2 separate regions of the Sus scrofa genome follow, and region 1 is linked to region 2. Evidence: chromatin contacts called from public Hi-C data. All regions are on one chromosome and are shown on one strand. Each heading gives the region's core, a stretch centred on a gene start, on an enhancer-like site or on the middle of the called end of the contact. The rest is flanking DNA. Distances are from core to core; before and after follow the strand shown. Region 1 holds the start of BHLHE22 (class E basic helix-loop-helix protein 22). Region 2 holds the start of LOC100738003 (25-hydroxycholesterol 7-alpha-hydroxylase-like).

Region 1 (5,820 bases), core at 2,650-5,149, 190 kb after region 2:
ATTGTTTTAATAATCATAATTAGACGCACCCAGGCTTTGTCTGGTAAATGCTGAGAGACGGGTCTCCTCCTGCCTGGGGGCTGCCCGGGTCTCTCCCCTCCCTCTACCCCCACTCCCAGACTGGGAGGGCTCCAGCTTCAAGGCCCTTTGCTGTTATGTTTTCTGAAAAGTTACAGGTTCTGATTAATCTTTTTTGATGGCAAGTGGAGCAGAAAATATCCTCCCTCACCCCCCACTAAGTTTGATGGCATTTAAGGCTATCATTATGAGCTGAGGCTACACAGACCAAAATGCATTTAGCAAACTGCCTACGGAGGAAACACTGTAACTTCACAACCACCATCTCTATAACCTCCTCTACAATAAAAATCAAACCTTCTAAATTGGAGGGCATTATTAAAGCCCAGATACAAGCCTTATACAGACAGTCTTTAAGCAGTAAACCTCGCAGCCCAACCCAATCCAAACATAGTCCCTAGAAATCTCATTAACAAGCAACATTGGTACAGTTCTAAAATCTCTATGGGCATTGTTTACACATATAATTCAACCTGGTTGAATCTTCTGTCACCAAATAAAAGCGGGGGGGGGGGGCTACAGTACCATCCGTCCTCAGAGAATCCAAATCCATCTCTTCTCCTTGGCATTTAGGAAGTTGGATATAGACATTTTGAAAAACTTTTTAAGAAACTTCACTGTCTTTGATGGGCCCTGGCAAGGTTAGTTAAGAATGCCATACAAAGTGGGAAAAGAATTCCAGGGAGAGCAGGCCCTTCAAAATTCATGCCAACAGACAGGAGGTCTGGACCTCCTCCGGGTCTCACCAGTGACACCATTTCTCTCTTCTCCAATGACCAGGCCCAGCCATCATCCTTTAACAAGTAAACATACAAACTAGGGCTGCTCCTAATGGCACATCCCTGACAGAATGGTAGTTCTACCTTCTCTGAAACTCCTTTCTTTTTTGTTACCTTTCAAGCAAAGAGTAACACAGAAGAGAGGTAAATTGCTCCTTCCACAAAGCACAGCATAATAAAATGTTTGATCAAAATATTTTAATAAAGATTCTTTCTGACATAGATACACATACAAATGGTCATACATAGCTGTCATAGTCTGATTGACCTATTTAATATATATATCATTCTTTACACATCCAAAACCCGCCAATAGATCCATCACCGCTCCCCACTCACCATCCAACCTGACAAACTGAATTTGTATTATCTGCAAGGAGTGGAAAATAGCAGACTCCATTTTCCAAAAAGGTTTTCTTGATTTTCATAGGATAGAAAGGCAGGCAAACAGCCATGCAAACTAAAACTGAAAGCTCACTTTGGGTAAATAGCTTCTTGCTCTTAGTTTTATTTCTTTTTAAGTTTTTTTTTTTTTTAGAAAAATAACAAAGGATTTCACACCATAGGCAAATCAAACCAGTCTTTCAACTTAAATAATTCTCCACAGTTAAAATAACTTATACATGTACATATATATTAAAAGCAATTAAATTAGAACTTTTAAAAATGCACAGCACAGCCTGGAAAAATATTTGCTTAGCATGTTCTTATAGGATCTATTGCTGTGATGTCTTTCCTTTTTAGAATGCAAAGGAGTCCCCTTTCAAAAAGAGATCAATTCACTCATCAATTAAGAATACACCTTTCCTGTAATTTTTGGACTGAAGCAATTTATTAAAGCTCAATTTAAATACAGGGATGACGCAACTGAAGAGATCCAGGTGACCTTTGATAAACCTAAGCAGCTCAGATATATCAATATGTTTCTTCATACTTGTTGGCAAATAAACCCTTTTAAACACTTGGCACACAATATAAGTTAATCTATAAAACAGAATTTTAGAGGCATTAAAAAAAGTCTGCACATAAGACCTATGACCTTAACACATGATAAATACTGTTGATGTGGAAGGGTCATTGAAGAATAACAAATAAATACCATGTATTGTTAATACATCATTGCAGAGTGGAAAGTAACAAGGTGCACATAAATATTTTTAAATGCAATTCTTTCAGCCACAGTCAGTTTTTTATATCACTCTTGCCAAAACTTTTGAGCATTTTCACAGAATGAAAGTTCAGAGACAATAAAAAATACAAGTCTTTCATAGCAACGTGTCTCTTTCTGGTTTTTTTCTTTTTTTTTTTTTTCACTTAAATAAATCTACATTTCAAGTTTTTCTCCTGGCTCAGAATCAAAATTTATTTTCAAGTGCCCTTTCTGATTTGTCTGAATGAATACTCCGTCCCACAACCCACCCAAACCCGAACTCTTCCTCTCTCCCTCTAGCCAATTTCACAATTAGTAGTAGGATTACTATTTTGCCATGTAACTCTCCACGCTTAATAACGACTACATCCCAACTTATATTTAACCTTAAAGGGAAACTCTGCTTCCTCGCGATCTAAGCTGCCACCAAAGTTGCCACTTTTCCGTGAAAAAAGACATCCGTCCTCCACCCCAACTCCACCTCCCTCCTCCCGCCCTGCCCACCCTAAAGACCGAAATTCTGGGGATGTCAGGGCTGGAAGTCCCGTTTGTCTCTGATACTTCTCAGTTCTCGCCTCTGCTTTGTTTGCTCTGCAAGTGTTTCACAACTACGAGAGGACCAAATAAGGGGGGTGGGGGCAGCTTTTCACTTTCCTCTAGCTTGGGGGTCGGTCTTGTGTTTTGCTGTTTTTTTTTTTTTTCCGGGGAGGGGGGCGTTTAAGGCTTCTCCGTGCACTGTTTGCAGAGGCTGGAAGAGACGCTATTGAACAGGGCGCACTTCTCCGGGCAGGAGGCGGCCGGGGGCAGCCCGGCACTGAAAGGGTAGCCGGCAGCCTGCTCGTAGGCGCCGAGAGCCGGGTGCAGGGCAGCGGCCGCCGCCGCCGCCGCCGCGGAGCTGGGCAGCGAGGCGGCCGAGATGGCCTGGCCCTGATTGAGGTAGGCGACGAGGCGCCGCATCTCCTCCAGGGCCTGCGCCTGCATGAGGATGTAGTTCTTGGCGAGCAGCAGCGTGGCGATCTTGGAGAGCTTCCGCACCGAGGGGCTGTGCGCGTAGGGGATCACCGCGCGCAGCTCGTCCAGCGCGTCGTTCAGGTCGTGCATCCGCCGGCGCTCCCGGGCGTTGATGTTGAGCCGCAGCGCCTTTTGCTCTTTGGATTTCTTGCTGCTGCCGCCGCTGCCGCCGCTGCCGCCGCTGCCGCCACCACCCCCGCCGCCTGCTCCGCCGCCGCCCGGGCCCCCCGGGGGGGCGTTGGCGCCGCCGTGGAGGTGGGCGTTGGAGCAGCCCTCGGCCGCCTTGGCGCTGCCGCCTCCCGCGCCCGGGGAGGCCCGCGGGTCGGCGCCCCCGGCCCGCAGCACCAGCTCGCAGCGGCCGTCGCTGTCGTCGTCGGGGCTCTGCTCGCCGCCGCTGCTCTCGACCACCGAGCCCCGGCTGGCGCTCTCGCCGTATTTGAGGCATAGGGCGGCCCCGGCCGGCAGGCTGCTCAGGCTAGGGTCGCCCCCAACGCCGGCAGAGCCCGCCAGCAGCCCCGGGACGCCCACCCCGCCGCCGCCGCCGCCTCCTCCCGCGCCGCCACCGCCGCCTCCCCCGGGCGGCGGCAGCAGCAGCCCTGCCCCCTCGGGGTCAGCCGGCTCGAAGCAGCCCAGGGGCGACGAGGAGGAGGACGCCGGGCGCTCCCGAGGCGGCGGCGCCAGGGACAGGTCCATGCCCGGGGGCGTGGAGCGGAAAGCCGCCTCTAAGCGCTTGGCGGCGGAGGCGCTCAGGCTCTTGTGCAGGAAGAGGTCGTCTTCGCCCGCGGCGGCCGCGCCGAGGTGCAGCCCGCGCTCCATGGTCCGGCGCCGGCGCGCAGCCCGGGCCCGCCGCGCCGGCCGCCGCCGCCTCGGCTCGGGAGGCAGGCGGCGCCGAAGACGCACCCGAGCCGGGCTCCGGGGCTGGTGCGTGCGTCGGTCCCGGTGCTGAGTGCAGCCCTCTCCCCTTCTTTTTCTTTTTCGCCTTCCCCCGCGCTCGCCGCCTCCTCTTCTTCTTCCTCTTCGTCTCCAGCCGGTGGTGCTGGCTGCTGGGGCTCACCATGGGCCGCGGCCCCGCATGGTGGGAGGGTGGGCGCGGAGGGAGTGGAGCCGCCGCCGCCGCCGCTCTGAGCCCAGCCCCGCGCCTCCTCTCCGCACCGTTTATCTTGCTTGGATTCACCTTCAAGAGATTTCCGGACCCATCAACCAGCCGCTGCCACAGACGGGGGAGTCTTTTACATCATTATCTCTGAGTAGGTTATTATGAAGAAGAGTCGCCTGTTGGGACAGCGCTTTCTACCCAATCAGGTTAACGTTTTAATTAATAGGATTAAAACGGTAACAAACAATCGCAGGCGCTATCTGGCCGCGAGTCTGAATAGTTTCATTTCCCAGGTCTGAAGACAGGCAGCAGCTAGCGCTTTATAAAAGGCGCCTGCTCCATTATTCTGCCTGCCATCTGTATACACAGCTTAGCGCATATGTTTGCAAGGCGCTGGGTCCTGTTAGTAACCCAACAACTGCCTTTAGCTTGACATGTGTGGCGACTTTCACTCATCAATGAGCACACTAAAAGCCCTACTTAGAGCCGAGGATGTTCTTTGCTCCTTCAGCAAATTGTGGATCTGCGGCGAAGCCCGGGAGTCCCATGGAAAGCAGACGTCCCCCCCCGTACCCCACCCCCCACTGCCCTTCCCTCGCCACTGCGGTCTCATCTTGTGCCACATGGCCCTTCCAGGCGAGACGCTACTCCACCCTTGTTCATAGGATGACTCTGGTCTAGATTGGAGATGGGACTTTGGGGGGGGGGCAGGTGGTGTCCCTGTGGTGTCCCCGCTGGCTTGCCCCCAAGATTTTTAGCTAGTAAGGGACCAAAGCAATCGCCCCCCCACCCAACTTGAACACACTGCTTTATTCCGCCCTAGCCCCCCTCCCCCTTGCCCATTCCCGTCCCAGATTGGGAAAACAAAACAAAATAAAGAGCAAGGTGATTATGCAGCCCATTAGATTTTTTTAAGGGGGGGGGTGCGCTTTTGCCGCGGTCTCCAAATAGCTGTTCCAGTGATGGTGGTTATGAAGCACAGGGATTTCCTAAACAGGAAAGAACTGTTTGCTGAAACTTTCTTCAAGATTAAAATCCAGTTGTTTTAGAATAGTCAACTTCACCAGGAGTCAAATCCTCTCACGAACCAAGTGGGGCATTTGTGCATATTTATTTAGCTGGAAATGTCGCCGCCGCAGCAAGGAAGCCATTCAGGGACGTCTGAGTCTGCTGCGGTTGTTTTTGGAGGAAGAGCAAAGGGAGAAGTGTGAAAACAAGTGCTCCTCTCAGGATGGGAAACAGTACACGCGGTCCTCCAGCTCCTGCGTCCCATGTCTGGGAGTACATGGTATTTAGCGGCTGGTTTTCATCCTTATGACATAAGTAAAAACAATATTTCCCAACACCGCCAATAAATCTTTCTTATGTGGCAGAATTACTGAAGCCTATGAAATTTTGGGTTTCTCTGGTCTCATTAAAAACCTTTTAATTGTGGCTTTCAGAGTTGGCCCCAGGTGTTGGACTCTTTTCATTACATTTTGCTCTAATGTGATGAAATTCTAATTCTCTCCTTACCATATGGTTAAATTTCCCCACTGAGAATTAGTTGAAAAAGGAGAAATAATCTATTAATCTCTGTAATAGATTCACAAATGAGGTTCGCCACAGAACCTGTTTTTGAATGGTAATATCAGAACAGTTGGGCGCCTTATTTCATAAAGGAGGGGCGAGGACGACACAGAAACGTCTGCATTTTCACCTGGAAA
Region 2 (5,347 bases), core at 56-2,555:
AGGCACAGGTGAAGCACTTCCAACTACATTATCTCAAGTCCAGGGTGGTGGACCAGATCACAGACGGCAAAGTAGGTGCAGACAAGGTCGTCTAAGAGATGGTTCTTACCTAAAGCAGGCAAGACAGACATAGACAGAAATAACTCAGATATAGAGGGACAAAGAATGGAATGATAAATAGAGACAGTATAAAAGTATGGAGATGGGAGAGATTCATTAAAAAATGAGTTAGGAATAATTTCTAGAAGGAAGTGGGATTTGAGCTGGGCCTTGAGAGGTACGTAGAATTTTTGTATTTAGAGGAGAGAGGAAATATTTTTCAGAGGGAATATCAAAAGCAAAGGTGTAAAAGGGCTGATGGCAAGGCACCAGCGACTCAGACTTCCATGAACATGCAACTGTACTAGGCACGCACGAGACAAACTGTGGAGGGCTTCTCACTGCAGGTCGAAGATTTATGACTTTATCAAAAAGGCAACCATCAAGAGTTCTGAACAGGGTCAAAGCTGGACAGGTCAGTGTTGTAGGGAATGGCAATGGGGAGGCTGGGCTGGAAAACTCAAAGGTCAGGGGAACGGAGCTTCTGAAGCTGCTCTAAAAGTCCAGAGACCTGCTCAAATAAAATCTTAACAGAGAGGAAAGAACTCAGTGGTACTGGAACAGCCCTGATTAGAACGGTTGTTACTTATCAATTGAGTGACTAGCGTAAGTTGTTAACCAGCGCTTCATTATCTGTTCTCTAAAACGTGGCTAAAAATTCCATTCCAAGTTTGGTGGGGAGCATAAACGACACACGTGTGAAGTCCCTGGTGGTGAATGACCGTGACTCAGGAAAAGAAATTCTCAAAGTTTCTCCCTTATGCTTTCAAAAGTCCACCTGCGGGCCTTGGACGACTTGTGTTTAGTACCTTAGCGTCTGTTTCGGTATAGCTCCTTTCCTCTTTGTCCTCCTGGACGGTGCGCCCCATCAGGACCGGGGCTGGAGCCCGACCCTGGGCCACGTACTCCGGGCCTCAAAGACAGTTCTGGGCGCACACGAGGCGCGGGAGCCGCGCGGCGAGTGGAGGGCAGCGAAGCCCCGGGGTCAGAGGGTGCCTACGGGATCCCTGGGGCCGGATCCCATCCCACCCCGCTCCCGGTTCCTTAGCCTCCCGAGGCGCGCGGGCTAAAGAGATGACGAACCCGAGCGACTCACTTTCGACTCAGAACTGAAATCCCCTTCCCTCAGGCCTTCGGAGGCTGGTGCTCAGGAAGTCCTAGCCCCTTCCCCCTCTTCTTTGGCCCTTCTTCCTGCCCCGGGGGGCCGGCGCGCCGTTTTCCAGAAGCTGCTGGCGGGAGGCGGCAGTCGAGCGGGGCGGTGCGTGTGGGAGGGGGGTGTGCAGGGGGAGGGGAGTCCGGGAACTTTGAGACTCGGCCCGGGGGCCCTCGGTGACATTCCAGGCGAAGCCGCGGCCAGGCCAGCCTCCCGGGCTCGGACCCTGACCTTCCGCCGGCTGCAGAGTCTCCGGCCACGCCGCCCCGGGAGGGAGAGAGAGAGAGAGAGAGAGACCCCCGCTGTCCCCGCAGCCGCGCGCCATCCAGACGGCGGAAGACGCGTCGGCGGGCATGGGCCGCTTCTCGCCGGAGCCGTGGCTGCCGCAGCTACTCAGCCCCCGGGGCCTGGCTCTCGCCGCGGCCCTGTTGCTGCTGGTCTTATTCCTGCGCACCCGGCGCACCAGGTAAGCGCCCGGGCCACGCATGCGTCGTGGGCCTCGCCACCGCGCGCGACCGAGATGGTCCCGCCGGTCCCCTCCAGGCCTCCCGGCGCGGCGAGGCACAACTTGCAGGGGGTGCCTACATCTTTGGGGGTCGTGTGCAAAGACAAAGGCTTCCTGGGCCTTTTGCCCGGGCGTCGGAGTTCGTGTGCAAACGATGTGCCGCTCCAGTGTAGGTTGTAGGCAGCCCCAGGTTTGCATTTTACAATGTGCATCAGGCTTGGCTTCCAGACACATTTTGGTGCCTAGTTACAGTGACTTGATGCTTAATGGCCTTGCATTCATAGAGGGGGGTTTTCTTCCATTACATTCCGTTATAAGTGAAGTGTTTTAGGAAAATGCCGATGTATGGTCTGAATGATACCGCTGGGTGCCTCTCTCTGTGCCTCAGTTTACCCCTGGCCCACGTTTGGCAGATAAAATAATAGTATCTCATGGGATTTTTGTGAGTACTGAACGAGCTTAGAGTATGTGTTTGATACATTTATTTTTCTTAGAACAAAAGAAAACAGTAACAGAACTACTAGGTGTGTCACACTTGATGGTCTCATTGAGAGTATGGAAGTAGAGGCCACTCCCTTGCCTTCTGAGATGGCCCACTCTGTTTATCTCTCTCAATAAATCTCTCTCCAAAAAAGGTTAAAAAAAAAAAAAAAGGAAATGTGGAAGTAGAAGAAACAAGACAAGTTCAACCTAAAAGCACTCATTTTGAAATCACTCTGTTTCTTTTCTTACCTGGTGCCTTTTTCATACTACCAGGTTTCTCATAGCATGTTAACCCCCTTGTTTTTTATTTTTGTCTGATCATCTAGGTGGAGGCTGGTGTCATTTCCTGAGGTAGGGCAGGTTTAGCGGAATGGAGGGGACCAGCAATTTTGTTTGGGGCCGTTAGATAGTGAAGGCTGTGTTTCTGGTGCTCAGTGGCGAGGTCCAGGGAGAATATTTAATTATGAATGTCACAAATATGAAATGAGTGTAGGTTGGTCACCTGGTGAGAGAGTCTGATGGAGAAGCAGGGAGTCTAGGCCACGCTCCTTATTGCAGGGTCTGGCGGAGGAAGAGGGGCCACAGTGGAGTCCCAGTAGCATGGGAGGAAAATCCAGTGACTGTGGGGTTCTGGAAGCTCCGCAGGGATATATTTAAGCAGTAGAGGGGGAGTTATCCGTGTCAAATGTCTCTGAGCAGTCAAGTTTGTGAGGGCAAAGGACACCGGTGTTGACAAGATGCAGAACTGATAAGAGCTAAACTGAGAGTTAACCAGAATGCTAGCCTGTTTGAAGTGGGTTGAAATGCTGTCTGTCCTCCAATAAACTTCTAAAATTTTATATGCAGATGAGAGTGCAATTTAGTATTATGTTTCATATCTCTTGAGCCAGTAATTCCAGTAATCTTATTTAAAAGAACTTCTCCTGGTGAGATTATCATGAACATTCTTTAAGATTTAACCACAGCAGTGCTCATTAGGATTGCTTATAAGAGTGAAACATTAGAAGAAAACTAGGTTTCCAAAAAATATTGATCTAGTTAAAGAAATTCTAGCATGTCCAAATGATAGAAACTTATACTGGCCATAAAAATATAGTGTAGAATATATGAAGATGTAGAAAACCATATTCAAGATATAGTAAGAAAAAAAATACAAAACAGAATATGTTCACATACACAATGTCAGTGACCTCAGCCAAAGACCACGAGGAGTAGAGTTATTGGTAATTGGAGTAGTTATTGCTTATGACAGCAAGAAAGAACACATACCATTCATCATGACTAAAAGAGTTTTGGAAAGGACCTATTTATAGGATTTAGGTTTGTGTTATGTGATTTTAGAGAGGGTTCGAGGAAGCAGGGTTTTGCTCTGTTGGTAACATACTCTCAGGCAGCTGGGGCGGGGCTATGATTGAACACCCTAAGAGATCTCTTCTGAGGCAAGAGGAATGGATTGCGGCTAAATCAGTAGTTAGTAAGTAAGCAACAGACACTAGAATTAGTTTGGGGGTCATTTTATTGATTTAGACAGTGTTCATGATTTTGCCAGTGTAGGTATTCATGATTATGGAGTGAATTTATTTTTGCTTTCTCCATAAAAATCACAGAGCAGCTTTCTTTGGTCACTTAATCAAATATTTGCTCAAGATTGGCCTAATGTTTGGGCAATTGTTTACCTTCAGCAGCAGAGCAAAGTGTGGTAGCTACTGTCAACTGAATAAAAACACACAACCTAAAAGCTGAGTTGTGTTTTATTTGAGAATCTTACTGAAGACTATACAGCCCAGGAGACAGCCTCTCAGCTAGCTCTGAGGAACTGTTCTGAAGAGGCAAGAGACAAGGGAGGAACCAGGATATAGAGGAGTTTTTTGCAAATAAATAAATAAATAAATCATGTAGTTGAACCTCAAAAGACTACTGCTAATCAGAAAAAAACACATCTCAAGTTAATGATTTTGTTTTTTGTTTTTTGTTTTTGGTTTTTTTGCCATGCCCACAGCATGTGGAAGAAATCCCAGGCCAGGGGTTGAACTTACGCAACAGCAGTGACCCAAGCCACAGCAGTGACAACATCAATCCCTAGGCCACCAGGAAACTCCTCAAGTTAGTGATTTTAGAGCTTTTCTGTATGTGGGAAGGTGCAAGAGTCTGAGCTCATTGAAATGATTTCTTAGTTATGCATCTTCACTGTCTAGGGCTAGTATCCTGTTTTTCTCCATCCTGAAATCCCCTCCAGGCTCACCACTCTGTCAGGGGTGGCTGTAGTGGCTGACAGCTGGGCAACATTTGTTTCACTGGAATGGTAGGCAGTATTTTTGGCTCACCCTTTGAGTGCCAAGCAAACAGCTCAATATCAGGGGTTTGCTTTTTGTGTTTCTTTTAGGGCCACAGCTGCAAGCATATGGAAATGCCTGGGCTAGGGGTGGAATCAGAGCTACAGCTGCCAGCCTTTACCACAGCTCATGGCAATGCCAGATCATTAACCCACCGAGTGAGGCTAGGAATCAGACCCACATGCTTATGGACACTAGTCAGGTTTGTAACCCGCAGAGCCACAACGGGAACTCTCTGGGGTTGCTTTTATCTTTCTTAAAAATATAAAAGACTGCAGGGATATACCACAGACATTTTGGGGGGTTAAACTTATGTACACTGAAATGTGTAGATTGCAGCTGAACCATTTTATTAGTTTTCATAAATGTATATACCCATGTAACTGTCACCCTAATCAAGGTATGGAATATTCTCATCACTCCAGAAAGTTTTCTAATGCCCTTTTCTAGTCTGTCCCCATCCCTGAGCTCTGATTTAGTTTTGCCTGTTCTTGAACTTCATCTAAATGGGCTTATGCAGGATCTGCTTTTGCGTATGGCTGCTTTCTATCAACAAAAAGATTTTGAGATTTACCTGTTGTTACCTGTATCAGTAATTCATTTATGCTATTTCATTGCAGAGTAGTTTGTATTCTTTTTATATAAACAGTGGTATATTCATGTATATGTACATATATATTATGTTTATTATGTATGTGGGTGTGTATGTGTATACTACATGTGGTCATCTGTTATTCAGTTAATGGACATTTAGTTATTTCCAGTTTGGGACTA

The links. Hi-C and Micro-C count contacts between places; a contact is called where the count stands out from the background.
Region 1: a contact with region 2 is called in a Hi-C map of liver, with 2.1 times the contacts expected there. The contact joins the promoter of BHLHE22 here to the promoter of LOC100738003 in region 2. A contact is called at or near these places in 1 of 5 promoter capture datasets (liver), 3 of 47 Hi-C or Micro-C datasets (embryonic fibroblasts, fetal skeletal muscle and liver) and 1 of 2 datasets of contacts at active chromatin or transcription factors (skeletal muscle).

What each region holds. Positions count from the first base shown.
Region 1 is chr4:69,799,476-69,805,295 of Sscrofa11.1, forward strand. It overlaps BHLHE22 (class E basic helix-loop-helix protein 22), which reads right to left and starts at 3,900. Exons shown (of 1, transcript XM_003481394.4): 1 at 2,144-3,900. The coding sequence starts at 3,834. The coding sequence ends at 2,725.
Region 2 is chr4:69,614,648-69,619,994 of Sscrofa11.1, forward strand. It overlaps LOC100738003 (25-hydroxycholesterol 7-alpha-hydroxylase-like), which reads left to right and starts at 1,306. Exons shown (of 6, transcript XM_021089296.1): 1 at 1,306-1,718. The coding sequence starts at 1,606. It overlaps LOC102167557 (a long non-coding RNA gene), which reads right to left and starts at 1,329. Exons shown (of 7, transcript XR_002343278.1): 1 at 1,196-1,329.